Linked DNA regions of Sus scrofa: regions 1, 2 and 3 are each linked to region 4. The links are chromatin contacts, called in public Hi-C and HiChIP or PLAC-seq maps. All regions are on one chromosome and are shown on one strand. The core of a region is the stretch at or near the end of the contact, and the rest is flanking DNA. Distances in the headings are between cores, read along the strand shown. Region 1 holds the start of ING2 (inhibitor of growth protein 2). Region 2 holds the start of CDKN2AIP (CDKN2A-interacting protein). Region 3 holds the start of STOX2 (storkhead-box protein 2). Region 4 holds the start of RWDD4 (RWD domain-containing protein 4).

The links. A called contact is a pair of places that touch in the nucleus more often than the background predicts. HiChIP or PLAC-seq counts read pairs in DNA pulled down with a chosen protein or histone mark.
Region 1: a contact with region 4 is called in a Hi-C map of skeletal muscle, with 3 times the contacts expected there. The contact joins the promoter of ING2 here to the promoter of RWDD4 in region 4. A contact is called at or near these places in 1 of 5 promoter capture datasets (liver), 14 of 47 Hi-C or Micro-C datasets (alveolar macrophages, blood, embryonic fibroblasts and 9 more) and 2 of 2 datasets of contacts at active chromatin or transcription factors (alveolar macrophages and skeletal muscle).
Region 2: an H3K27ac HiChIP or PLAC-seq map of skeletal muscle shows a contact between it and region 4. The contact joins the promoter of CDKN2AIP here to the promoter of RWDD4 in region 4. A contact is called at or near these places in 2 of 5 promoter capture datasets (fetal liver and liver), 12 of 47 Hi-C or Micro-C datasets (alveolar macrophages, embryonic fibroblasts, epiblast stem cells and 6 more) and 2 of 2 datasets of contacts at active chromatin or transcription factors (alveolar macrophages and skeletal muscle).
Region 3: a Hi-C map of heart right ventricle shows a contact between it and region 4, with 2.2 times the contacts expected there. The contact joins the promoter of STOX2 here to the promoter of RWDD4 in region 4. A contact is called at or near these places in 4 of 47 Hi-C or Micro-C datasets (embryonic fibroblasts, epiblast stem cells, fetal heart ventricle and 1 more).

What each region holds. Positions count from the first base shown.
Region 1 is chr15:44,915,612-44,918,980 of Sscrofa11.1, reverse strand. ING2 (inhibitor of growth protein 2) reads right to left here and starts at 1,386. Exons shown (of 2, transcript XM_003133342.5): 1 at 286-1,386. The coding sequence starts at 457. LOC100621235 (a long non-coding RNA gene) reads left to right here and starts at 1,415. Exons shown (of 5, transcript XR_001301384.2): 1 at 1,415-1,500.
Region 2 is chr15:44,883,944-44,887,002 of Sscrofa11.1, reverse strand. It overlaps CDKN2AIP (CDKN2A-interacting protein), which reads right to left and starts at 1,400. Exons shown (of 3, transcript XM_021074832.1): 1 at 1-1,400. The coding sequence starts at 207.
Region 3 is chr15:45,082,454-45,085,829 of Sscrofa11.1, reverse strand. It overlaps STOX2 (storkhead-box protein 2), which reads right to left and starts at 2,027. Exons shown (of 5, transcript XM_021075612.1): 1 at 1,905-2,027; 2 at 1,329-1,767. The coding sequence starts at 1,506. LOC110256910 reads left to right here and starts at 1,505. Exons shown (of 3, transcript XM_021074728.1): 1 at 1,505-1,654; 2 at 1,731-2,464. The coding sequence starts at 1,505. The coding sequence ends at 2,402.
Region 4 is chr15:44,988,214-44,991,206 of Sscrofa11.1, reverse strand. RWDD4 (RWD domain-containing protein 4) reads left to right here and starts at 1,667. Exons shown (of 8, transcript XM_013984029.2): 1 at 1,667-1,958. The coding sequence starts at 1,935. TRAPPC11 (trafficking protein particle complex subunit 11) reads right to left here and starts at 1,571. Exons shown (of 30, transcript XM_003133337.5): 1 at 1,331-1,571.

The DNA.
Region 1 (3,369 bases), core at 137-2,636, 72 kb after region 4:
AGCTGCAGCCTCCGGGTCTGCAGCGGGGGCTGTCGAGCCGCCCCCACCTCCACCCTTGAGACTCCAAGAGAAGTCCTCGCCGACCGCAGGGGGAAGGGAGGGCCGCGAACCCCGTCTCCAGTCCCGTTCTCCCGTCCCACACACCAGACCCCTCTGTACACTCGGGGAGACTGTCACAGGAGAAATGGAAAGCGGCACTTCCCCAGGCAGGCTCCGAGGGACCGTGCCCGGCGGCCAGCGGATGAGTTGGGGGAGGACCCGCACAGGCAGTCCCGCGGCCCCTACCTTGATATTTGTTGTCCAACTCTCGCAGCACGGACACGTTCCTCTGCATGTCGTGGGGCAGCGACTCCACACACTCGAGGTAGTCCTGCACGTAGCAGGTGAGAAGCCGGCTCCGCTCCCCGGTCAGGAGTGCGGCCGACGAGTAGAGTTGCTGCTGCTGCTGCCCTAACATCCTGCCGCCGCTGCTGCTCCTCGCCGCCGCCGCCGCCGCCGCCTCCGCATCCAGCAGCCACTCATGCAACAGCCACGGCCGCCGCGGCTCCTCTGCTCCGCAGCCCGGCGCCGCGGGGACACCCGCAGCCGCTCAGGAGGGCACAGCCGAGTCCCCCGATCTCCACTCCCCCCAAAAAGAAGCCCTCACTCCCCGCCCCCGCGGTAACAAGCCCAGGGGCGGGGCGAGATCTGGGCTCCCTCCTTTTTCCCCTCCCTCCCCAGGACTAGAGCAGCGGGGATCCCCCCAGCGGAGCTGGCGCCGGGGTCCCGGGCGTTGACACTTCCTGTCCCCCTCAAAATCCCCAGATGCTACCGATGCCGCTTCGCAGCTCGGAACCCCATGACAAGCCTTTCGCTGCCCCTTTCCTCCCAATCACCCTCGGTGCCTGTCGGAGAGTCTCTCACTGGATTGCCCCCGCCCCTCCGGCTGCGGACGCGTCTGCGCCTGCGCAGGCCTCCCTCCTAATAAGGCCGGGGGCCCGCCCCTACCGCCCTACCGAAAGGTTCGCATTCTCCCGCCTTCCCTCCGCCACCCGGGTGATTGGTCTGTAAACTCTCGGCCCGGGGCGGGGGGAGGGTGCGAAGGGCAGCCAAACGGCAGGCTGCGCACCGCCCCCTCTTAAAGGGGAAGCACTGTCAAGTCCACCTCTTTGCTCAAGGTCTGAATGGGACTTGCGGGGGCTGACGGCTGAGTCCTCCCTTTCGTCCTTCCCACAGGGAGGGGGAAGCTTGGACCAGCTCCCCCAGCCCGGTGTTACCGACTTTTCCCCCATCAGGTGGATCAAGCGCGGCCCCTCGCAAGCCTTAAAAGGAGCAGCGGGCGGTGGCTCTCCGCCGCGACCCTGGAGGGAGGCCTTGCGGGTCGACGCGGCGGCTTGCAGCGGGCGCGGCTCCGAGCATGCGCGGCGGCTGTGTGCCCGCCCGCTCGGCACCGCCCTCGGGCTCGGTCCTCCTCCCGCCGCGGCCTGTAGGCTCCCGGAGCATCCGGGGCTGATCGCGGAGGTAGGCGGTGCCCCCACAGCCCCCTGAGGTTTCTTTCTCCCTTAGTCGATCCGTGTTTTGAATCTCCTGGCTTCAACGAGGTCCCACCCTTCCTCAGACGCGGGGCCCCCCCGCGCCGTCCCACGACCGTGCAGGTTTTGTCCACCCTCCCGCTCTTGGGAGATCGAGTTTAGTGTGGGCTGACTGCCCTGAAAACTGTCCAACGGGTAACCTTAAAAAAAGAAAAAGAAAAAAGTTTCCCCCCGGGGGATCAGAACGTTTAAGCATTAAACGTCGGCTAGGGCTTCCTGGCGGCTTGAGGTTCACCACCACCTTAACATCTTTCTCCTCTAAGACAGAAAAACACTGGGGGGCCCGAGGACAAGGGGTGGTGAAGACGCGAGGAAAAACCTAATTAGGAATCAGGTTCACGTCCTCATCTAGGTGATCGGTCGACAGGGTTTAATTTCTGTCTTTTGTAAACTGAAATGCCAGGCAGAGGAGCTAATTTTAATTTCAGATGGACTCAGTTTGTATAATGACGTGTGTTTTTGGAAGAAACGGGTGTAAAGAGAACTAATACAAAGAGAATTTTAATGGCGTGCCAAAGTAAACAAACACTATTGTGAGTAGCACATTTGAGTTAAAAAGAAAACGTGAGTGGGTGATAAATTTGGATTTCTCCTTATATCCATTTGGTTCGCCGCGGTGGTGCACTTGCATGGTGACCTATTTAGAGTACTTTTGAAATAGCTGTTAATAGTATGGTTACCATTGACATGCAAAGAGAAATCTAGACCTTGAGGTACAGGATATTTTAAATTTTAAAGCCGAAACAAAGCATTCTTGGAAATTTGAGTCTTGGGAACAAAGTAATATTACACAGGACTCGAAGATTGTCATGTGCTATTTTCCTGTGACACTTTGAGGTTTTGACCACTTCAACCCAGGCAGTGTAGTATTGTATTTCAGAGAATCATCTAGGTTTCTTATTGTTGTCCTCCTTTAAATCTCTTAGGTTAAGCAGCCAGATCTTGTCAAAAAACAGTCACTGTGAAAAATTGAATTTTATCACTTTTTGCCTGAACCTTACTAGTTTTGTTTACACATAGATTTAAATCGGTTAGGGTTTTTTTGAAGGCCCCAAATAATGCACAATGTCTTATTATTTATTGATTCTGATTAGACATAGAATGCACCTATGATTTTATTCAGCCTAAATAGTGATCTGCAGGCAGATATGACACATGGTTAGAAAGTAGAAGTGAGAAAAGGCAGTGATTCTGAATACCTAGAGCACTCCCTCCAAGAACAGAAGAGCATGAGATGAAGGGAGGATGAATATGCAAATGTAAAACTTTTAGAGCATTATTTTCACCTTTCATAATCCTATTGAACAAGCTGAAAGGAAGCAAAAAAAAAAAAAAAATCCAGATAATGATTTTTGAGCTTGTGTTTTTCTAAACCTAAGGACACTCTTATCTGGTCATATATATGTGGGTGTGAATTATTTCAGACAAGTGCTTTTCTTGCTATATTAATTTACAAAAACGAATCAAAGGCTTATTCCTGCCATACTTTTGAAAGCAGACTGGGTGGAGAGAATTAAAAAAAAAAAAAAATCACCAACCTCCCCAAACTCAACCCTTGACCTTGGTTATTTATCATGTCCTTTTCTTCTCAGTAATTACTTAGCTGGAAACTTGGGGCCTTTTCAAATTGGGTTCCTGTACCCTGCTAAATACAGTATTTAAAAGTCCCTAATTCTCGGAGTTCCCGTTATGGTTCAGTGGTTAACGAATCCGACTAGGAACCATGAGGTTGTGGGTTCCATCCCTGCCCTTGCTCAATGGGTTAGGGATCTGCCGTGAGCTGTGGTATAAGTTGCAG
Region 2 (3,059 bases), core at 151-2,650, 100 kb after region 4:
ATTTCGGGTCCCGCTCTCCGCATCGGCGGCCTCCTCCGGACGAGCGGAGGCAGCGCCGCCGGCGGGGGCCAGGTCCCCGGCGTTGCGGAGCAGGAACTCCCGGCGGTGGCGCCAGTGTTTGTCGGTCTCGCCGTCGCAACGCAGCGCCTCCACCCAGGCGGCTACCCGCGGGTTCTGGCTCAGGTACTCCGACACCTCCTGCGCCATGTTGGGCCTGAGGGTCGCGGAGGCCAGGAGCGGATGCTGCACCGAGAAGGTGGCGGGGAGCGCGGGCGAGCGGCCCTGTCACTGAGGCCTGCACCGGCGGCTATCCAGAGAACGCCCCTCGGAAGGCCCAAACACCAAACAACAGAGCCGAGAGCAGCTGAACCGCCCACTTCCGCCCGCCGCCGGCTCCTTCCCTTTTATAACCTCGCCGCCGCCGAGCGCCCAAGCGTCCTTCCGGCGTGATCCGGCTCTCCCAGGACGCTTTGCGGCGCGCGAGCAGCCGCGGCGCTGCAGCCCCGGCCGCAGGGGAGGGGAGGGGAGTGGAGGCGGGGCGAGGGGAGGTGGGCGTGCGCCTCCCGCCCCGCTAGGGCGCGCGGCCAGTGGAGTCGCCCGGGACCCCCTCGGTCTGGACTCCAAGACTCCTCGTTTCCGGTCGGCTTTGTGACGCCGCGCCCTCTGGCCGCCTCCCTCCCGCGCCGGGAGGGCCGAGTTATCGCGTGCGGGGCGCGTCCTCCCGGACTTTAGCCGCCGCCCGGACGCGAGGTCTGGGCGTCTCGGCAGTAAGACGCCGATTTTGAGCGGGCCAGAGTAAACAAAACTCGCTCCAAATTTCCATTATGCAGAAAACGGCTTCCAGCTCTGTAGACAAGTGTAGACAAGCGAGGCCTTCCGAGGCAGTCCGGGTCGCGGGGCATTCAGGAATGTGCGGGCGCATATTAACTTAAATTGTACTAATAATAAAGGTAATAAGGTAATATTTAATCCTGTTCGGGGTTGCCTTGTGGAGCCCAGTCTTTGAAAACTAGTCCTGGCCCTACAGACTTGGGTTTGGTTTACGCAGTTCAGCACGGGCAGTACGTCTTCCCCTCTGGTGGGTTTTAGTCAGTAACTTAAACGCTGCGCCAAGGACCTGCAGTCTCTGTCGTGTCTCCTTAGATTAACAAACAGTAGCCCCGCTGGTCGATGGTCAGGAGGCGACTTGGGAAAGTGCGTTTGTCTCTTCGCCTCAAATCTTCCCCTCTTAAAGCTTTCTTTTTTCTTTTTTTTTTTTTTTTGCATTTTTTAAATATTTGAGTGTCCACACTTAAATCATTACTGCCGGCTTGCCTGTTGTTTCCAATATTATTTCCAATAATATTAGGCATTTGGGTATTTTATGGTTAATAAAATTTAATAAAAAGATAAGTGATAACATAATGATAAATTACGAAATAATAAAATTTGCTTTCACTAAATATTTGTTGATTTTGAATTTAAAATAATTAGAATAGGAGTTACCGTCATGGCTCAGTGGTTAACGAATCCGACTGGGAACCATGAGGTTGCGGGTTCCCTCCCTGGTCTCCCTGAGTGGGTTAAGTTTTCGGAGTTGTCATGAACTGGTGTAGGTCGCAGACACGGCTCAGATCTGGCGTGGCTGTGGCTGGCAGCCGTAGCTCTGATTAGACCTCTAGCTTGGGAATTTACATATGCCCTGGGTGCCGCCCTAAAAAGACAAAAACAAAAACCAACCAAACAAACAAAAAACAATAATCAAACAAGCAAAAAGAAAGAAAAAGCCATGTAATTTATATGCATACTGGAATAAGCAAAATTCAGCTAGTAAATGAAATCAATAGTGCCCACTTTTCCTGCCATGCCAAATGAAATGACATAAAAGGCATAGGCACAGAGAACTGTTGAAGCTTGGGATTTTGCTTCTAGTTTTGCTCTTCTTTCCTATTTCCCTAAAGCTTTAGAGGGGTGAAAATATGTGGGAATCTGGCAATTTAAAAGACTAGAGAAATTTCATGGTGTTTTCCTTTCATGTATTCTTTGGCATGGGGGAAAGAGCAAGTAAAAGAATCTGTGCTTACATACCTGGATGATATTTGCACATTTTAAACCAAGAATTTTCTCACTTTTTTCTTTTCGTCTTGTAGCCTTCCACCCAGGGGCTTCATTGCCTTGCAGGGAGAGCAAATAGAGCCTGGATTTCAAAATCCATTGTTAAAGTTATAATAAAAGCAATATGGTCAGAAAGCTGGAGTTATTTCTCGTTTGCAAAAGCCAGGTACTTGACAAAAAGATACATGTTTTGGTTTTTTTGTTTGTTTTTGTTTTTCCTTAAAAGTTTGAATTTGCACATGAAGATTCAAGGCATAGACCATGGACCACAAAGTTAAGAAGAGTACTATATATTGGACTAAAAAATTTTTTTAAGCCCTCTCACCATACAAAGACTTAATGAACTGGAGGGAGTAAGGATTCAGAGAAAAAGAAGGGAACTTTCGAAAATCAATGTGGGGCGGTGTGGCTTCGATTAGGAGTAGGGAAGTGTTGACTCTCTCTGGACCATTAGAAGTAGACAGCCCATTAGTGCCCTGAGCCAGCTTGGGTTGCCTTTAGAGGAGAAATGAGAGAAGTGCAAATCAAAACTACAATCAGGTATCAGCTCACACTGGTCAGAATGGCCATTATCCAAAAATCTACAAATAGTAATGCTGGCGAGGGTATGGAGAAAAAGGAACCCTGCCACGCTGTTGGTGGGAATGTAAGCTGGTGCAGTCACTATGGATAACAGTATGGAGATTCCTTAAAAAACAAAAATGAAGTAGTTCCCTTGTGGCATAGCAGGTTAAGGATTTGGTGCTGTCACTGCTATGGCTTGGGTTGAGGCTATGGTGTGGGTTCAGACCCTGGGCCAGGAACTTCTGCATGCTGAGAGCATGCCCCCCGCCCCCCATAAAAACCAACTAGGGCTACCATATGATCCTGCAATCCCACTCCTGGGCATGTATCAGGAGAAAACCATAATTTGAAAAGGTACATTGACCCCAATGTTCATTGCAGCAGTATTTACAATAGCCAAG
Region 3 (3,376 bases), core at 778-3,277, 94 kb before region 4:
TCTCAGAGACATTAATCCCGGCTCTTTACCAAGGCAGCTTAATTACAGGAACTCCACTGAGGTTTCTGCTAACTTGGAAAAAGAAAGTTAAGGCACCTTTAGAAATGCAGCACAGGTTACAAAACACACAAGATGCAAGTTTTACTAGTTTTTTACCTACTCAATTTAAGGGAAGCTTTGTAGAGATTTCTGCTGTGCAAAACTAAAAACACAACAAAACAAAAAAATGCCATAAATTTGCCATATGCATAGAGGAAGGAGCATTAGCAGGTAAAGCTATTCTTTCAGAGTAAGGTAGCATAGCAACCCTGGCTAACGAAAAAGGGCGGCTTTTAGCTTTTGAACTTTTGACCTCTCCCAAAATGTCATGAAAGAATTTCTAAATCATGGAGCTGGAAAGAATGCTTTCTTTCCTGAAATCGGCTCGCAAAACATTACCATTTACCGCATACGCTTTGAGCCACCGAGCCAAAGCACAAAACTAAAAAGTATGGTCTAAAAGAAAGGCACACTGGATTAAGAAAAATACATACAAAGCAATGCAATTAAAAAAAATTAAAAAAAAAAAGCAGGTCGAGACAACACTGGAAGGTCGGCAGCGACTATCTCCTTTCAGGATCTCTTCCCCAACACTGCTTTCTTTTCTGGTTAAGAATCACACTTGCTTCTGTTTGCCTCTTGTCCCTCCCTTCCTTCCAACTCACAAAATGACTTGAAGGAAGATGCAGTGAAGGCAAGACTTTTAAACCTACAGCTCTAGCACGGAAATGCCGGCGGCTTAAAAGTCAACCAACTTCGGAGGAGGGGGAACGCGTGGCCCGAGCTGGCGCGGAGGGGCTGGGTCGCCGGCCCGGAAAAGAACGCGCACCTGGACTGCCCGCCGCCTCCACCCGCGGCCAAGCCCGCCGCTACCTGAAGCCGCCCGAGCGCTCTTTCTCCACTTCTCCCGCGTCCGCACACGCGCCCCCGAACGGAGCCGCGCGCAGCAGATGAGACCCGCAGACCCCGAGCCACCGCTGACCCGCCGAGCCTTCCGCGCCGCCGCCCACCTGGCCGGCCCCAGGCACCGCCCCGCCGGTGCAACAGAGAGGCTGTCGCAGGCCGGCCGGGGGCGGCGTGCTCGCAAAGACACAAGCCAAGGTGTAGTTGCCAGGAAGCTCCCCAATCCCGCGCTCGCCCAGACCCCGGCCCCTCCCCCGGCGCGGCGCGAGGGTGGAGGGAGGCGCGGGCGCCCGGGGGAGCGAGCCTGCGCGCCGGCTCGGGCGGGGCGGGGAGGCTCCCGCGGCAGACGCGACGGGACGGGACGGGGCGGGCGCGGCCGGACTCACCGAGGTAGCGGATGTGGAAGCCCGAGGGCGGCCGCAGCGCCCGGCGTGACCAGCCCTCGCGCAGCGCCTCCAGATGCTCCTCCTTGCCCTGGATCAGGAGGACCTGCTCGTCGATCCAGCCCAGGAAGAAAGTCTCGGCCACTGCGGCCGTGACCTTCTTGTTCCAGAAGTGCTGCATGTTCTCGGCTTTGAAGTCGCGAAGATCTCGTAGCCGATGTGGTGCCGGGCTAGCTGCCGGGGCTGGGCCGGGGCTGCGGGCGGGGGGGCCTCCGACCTCTCCCCCGCCGGCCCCTCGGCCGGGCCCAGGACGATGGCCAGAGAGTGAGGCGCGATCTGCAGAAACTTCTCCATCTTCCGAGGCATCGGGCGCCCGCCGAGCAACCCCGCTCACCGCAGCCGTAGCCTCCCGCCGCTCCGGAAAACAGCCGCGCTAACAGGGCTGCGCGACAAGGGGGGAGCGTAAATGGCTCCCCCCACCCCGTCCTGCCACCCCCCCGACCCCGCGCCCTGTGGCGCAGCCTCGCGGGGAGGGAGGGTGTGCGGGGCCCGCTCAGACCGAGGGCTGGCGCGCGTTACCTGCAGCTATGGGCCACCCTCCGGGCACCGCTCATTTTCCAGCCGTGGCACCCTCGCCTCCCTCGGCGCCCGGCGGCCCCGGCGGGGGGCGGGGACGCGGGAGGAGGCGGGCAGTTCACGCTGATCTCGGGAACCCTCCTGCTGGACTCGGCCGGAGGAATCCCCAAGAGTCCGCAGCGGGAAGTGGCAGAGGGGGTAGGGATGGCCGGAGGTGTGCGTTTAGGTGGCGGGGCCGGGGACGCTGGGCGACACTTGGAAGGCACCGATTCCCGACCTGTGAGTGTCGCTCCTCCCCACGCTCCACCCCGCCCCCACCTCCCACCTCCTGCTGGAACAAGTGGCTTCGCTGACTGGTTAATGTGCCCTTGGAAGTGGCTTTTTAAAAAACTTAGTCAAGCACGAAAAATTGTCATCAGTCCCTCCTCCCAAACTCTTGTGGAACTCTCTTCCTTTGGCTCCATCATGTACTGTGGGCCTGCTGGAGAAGAAACCCAGTAATTCCTAGTGTTACCTACCCAACGACCAGTTTAAGAAGAGGATACGGAAATTTACCAGGAAAGGTAATGGTTATGCTTCTTAATAATAATAATAATAGCAAAAACAAACCCCACTTCATTAAGCTTCTTTCTGTACAAACTCTGGTTTGCTTTTTTCTCATTGAGAAAGACTAATTGTATATCTAGACCCCCAATTAACCCCTAATGCTTCATACTACATTTGCCTGAAGCAGCTTCTCAAACTGAAGATTCAGAGTCACCTGCAGCATTGTCAAAATATGGGTACCTAGATGTGGGTCTCACTTCTTCTGATTCAATAGGTCTGCTATGGACCCTAATATTTTTTCTTTCTAACAAATTCCCAGCTGCTGCTGCTGCTGATGGTCCTGACCACACTTTGAAAATGCTTGAACTAGTATAAACGTTGTCCAGCTTGAGCTTGTGTGGCGGGAGGGATCGCTGTGGTGTTTGCTGTGGTATCCTGAATTCTATTATCATGAAAAAGTTACTAAAACCAAGTCTGAGGACCTGGGTTTTAATCTTACTGAGGATGACCTTGGGCACGTGGCCGAATCCCAGTTTCTCCCATCTGCAAAATGGGATAAGGCCCCACTCAGCCCACACCTCTGGACTGCAGAAAGCATGGTGCAAGGAAATGGTTGTAAAGTCCTCTCAGATAATAAGAGTTGCAGTCAGCATGAGAATGTGTGTCACACTTGACACAGAAGCCAGGGGCTCCTCAGGCCTCAGAAAGCCAAGGACTAGGTTTGAGAGAGCACTGAATCCTAATCACTAGACTACCAGGGAGGGGACTGGGTTTGGCATGAGGAAGGCAGCCATGATGATACATCCTGCCCTCAGAATTTCCCAGGTGCCCACAGGGTGGTGAGACCTGATAGTTTCTTGCCTGGCTGTTAGTGCTTTAGCACCAAGCCTCAATTTGCACCACTGCTGCCACATTCTTCACCCTCCTTG
Region 4 (2,993 bases), core at 418-2,917:
GGAAGTGAAAATAAAAAAGATAGTTAAAACACAATTTGGGTACCAGAGAGTCTAGACAGGGTCCCAAAGGCCCCTTTCCTTTAATAATCTCAGGGGCTCAAGAGAATTAGCTATGGTCTTTGAACGTGGAGTGGAAATAAGGGGAAACAGATATGACTTTTAAGCATTTAAAAATCACAATTTTGCCCAAGAGAAATGTAATATAAACCACATAATTTTAAACTTTCTAGCAGTCATATTAAAGAGAAACAGGAGAAATTAATTTTAATAATATTCTACTTAACCGACATGTCCAAAAACATTATCAATTCAACATTACTATAAAAGTTAATAGCAATATGTTTTACCTCTTTTATGCTAAGCCTTCGAAATCTGGTGTGTACACTCAGAGCACATCTCATTTCAGGCTAGCCTATTCCAAATGCTCAATAGCTACATACTGCTTCTGGCTACTACACCGGATAGTGAAGCTTTAAAATACAGCACCTGTACAAATTTGCCATACGAAAATTTTACCGGAGATTTTTGCCACATTCTACCTTAGAAAGCTTTGTCATTTGAAGTGGCTGCGCCAATTCTTCAGCCAAAAAAATGGGAAGACTATCAGCAAAGGATGAGTGCAAAAACTGTATGGATCTCGATGACAGCCTATGGGAGAAATTTCCAGATCTCCTAGAAGAAACCAGTGAAGCAACCAAGACATGGAAGAAGGTGCGCAAGTAGTAAGTGAACACTCTGGATGGGACATCTTGCAATGCGAAGGAAGTCGCCCGGAAGCTGGCGTGGTCATAAAATAATAAGAAACATTCATAGAAAGAATAACAGATTGCAAAGAAAAGTGACCTAATCAAAGTGGCAGGTTAAAAAAATGCATTAACTATTTTTTAATTAACGGAGGTTCAGAGTGCAGGACACAAGGCCAATAAGGATGGGAATCCAAAGAAGTCCGACTATAAAACGATTAAAAGAGGAACGACAGTTTGGGGCAGGGATGGTAAAACAAAAGCTGATGTTGAGGATGTGAAGCAACAGTCTGACTTAGGAAACGATGCCGTCCCCAGGGTCGCAGAACCCCGCCCAGGTAGTTCCAATGAGCAAAGGCGGAAAGGAAATGCTGCAGCCCTTAAGACAGACGCTTTCTCCTTTCCTTTCCTCCCCCTTAACCCAGGAGGCCCCAGAAACAGGTGCATCTTTTCTTCAAAAACTAAAAAAGAAATGCACTCGTAGACGCTGTAAGAACTCGCAGGCCCCCCAAACCAGCACTGTTAAACTCTAGCTCCCTCCCTCGGCGGTCTCGCCCGGCCCTGCTGATCTCCCGACCCGGACTCACCCAGGCCGCACGCCCGGGCCCGCTGCAGCAGTGGTGGGCCGCCGCCAGCCGGGTGAGGAGTAAGGGGAAAAGGCAAGGATGTCAGAGGACGCCAGAAACCTTGAGACCGCCACCGCCCCAGAGCCAGAGCCAGCACCTCAGACGTCCCAGGGCCCACCTGCGCAGGCACAGGAAGCACTTTCTGAGCCTGAGTGACAGTGCGCTACACCAATCGCCATCCCGGAACTTTACGCTTTTCCGCAAAGCGTAAGAAGACGCTTCATATTTTATAGGAGCAGGAGTTGAGGGCGGGGAGAGAACCAGCCAATAGGAAAAGCCATAAGGAGGAGGCGGGGCCTCTGTCGTTACCGCTCGGAGCCCCTCCTCCCACGCTCCGGCGCCCCAGCTGCCTAGGCTGTCGGGTCCCCTCCCACAGCCCCCAGAAGACTGCTTTGCGTTGCTCAGGGGCCGAGGGCGCGCGTGACTCTCGTACTCAATGTGAAGGGTGTGCCTCCGCAGCCGAGGGCGTAGAAGTGGGGACGCTGCATCCTCGGGGCCGCTGCACTCGCTTTCCCTTCGTTGTCGCGAACTCAGTCCGCCCGGGAGGCACCCCGTGACCGGTGCGATGAGTGCCAACGAAGACCAGGAGGTGAGTCCCGGGCTGGAAGCCCCTTTCCCGCGCAAGCGCGGTTCCCCGGCTGATCCCCGCGCCCCAGCCTGGCACTTGTCCTCGCCCCTGGAGTGAGGGTCTGGCTGGGGTGCCTCAAGTTTACCGGTGTCCTGCGAGGAGAGGCCTGGCTCGCCTCATGGCTAAGGAGTCGCCTCTGTCTTTCCTCCCCCGGCAGTTTTCTGCTTGGCAAACCCTGGTACCCCCAGGTCTCCTGCTAACAAGGACGAGTGTACTTGGTCCGCGATCCCGTACACTTGGCTGGCCTTAAATCCCGCGTGTTGTTTAGCGCGTGTTTTCTGAGTTAGGATCTTTGGAATCTAATGACCTTTAAAATTTAAAATCTGTTGGCTGGTAGAGAAAGTTGAATGAGTTAGGTTTCTGGTGCAGGAAAATGATGACACCAGTGTCTTCTGGCCATATTGTTTGGTGGAATCGTTTAATTTAACCACCTGGTGGTTGTCTAGTGGATACAAAGTCTATTTTGAGCTTACATGTGATACTGGAATTGTGTGGTTTATTTACACTTAGGTATTTTCTTTGAAATGCCCTTTGACATTAAATCATACATTCGAGTTGAAGGGGTCATCTCTAGGGGAACCTTCTAAATTTATAAGGTGTGTAGATGAGAAGGGTCTATAAAGTGATTGCCCCAAGGCACCAGAGTGAGTTTGCGGAAGAATCAGGACTAGAGTCAAAGTAGTTCACTCTGCATTTAGAATATACAACTTGAAAGCTCTTTGACATGATAGATGTCCTGGAATCTCTGGATCAGAAGTTGCCTTTAAAGAAGCCTGACAAGCTGTGGTATCTGAATCCTTCTAGACCATTCTTGCTTGGTGAGTTTCGAAGCTAAGGCGTGGGCAGTTCTTACTGTGAAGCTGGGAGCATATAGTGTAATGTTTCTCCAAGTTTGGCCCATGGACCACTGCCTAGAACCACTTGATGATGGTTGGAAAAACAGACACCTACACTCTACCTGAGATTTGCTGGGTCAAAATTCCTGTATGAGAACCA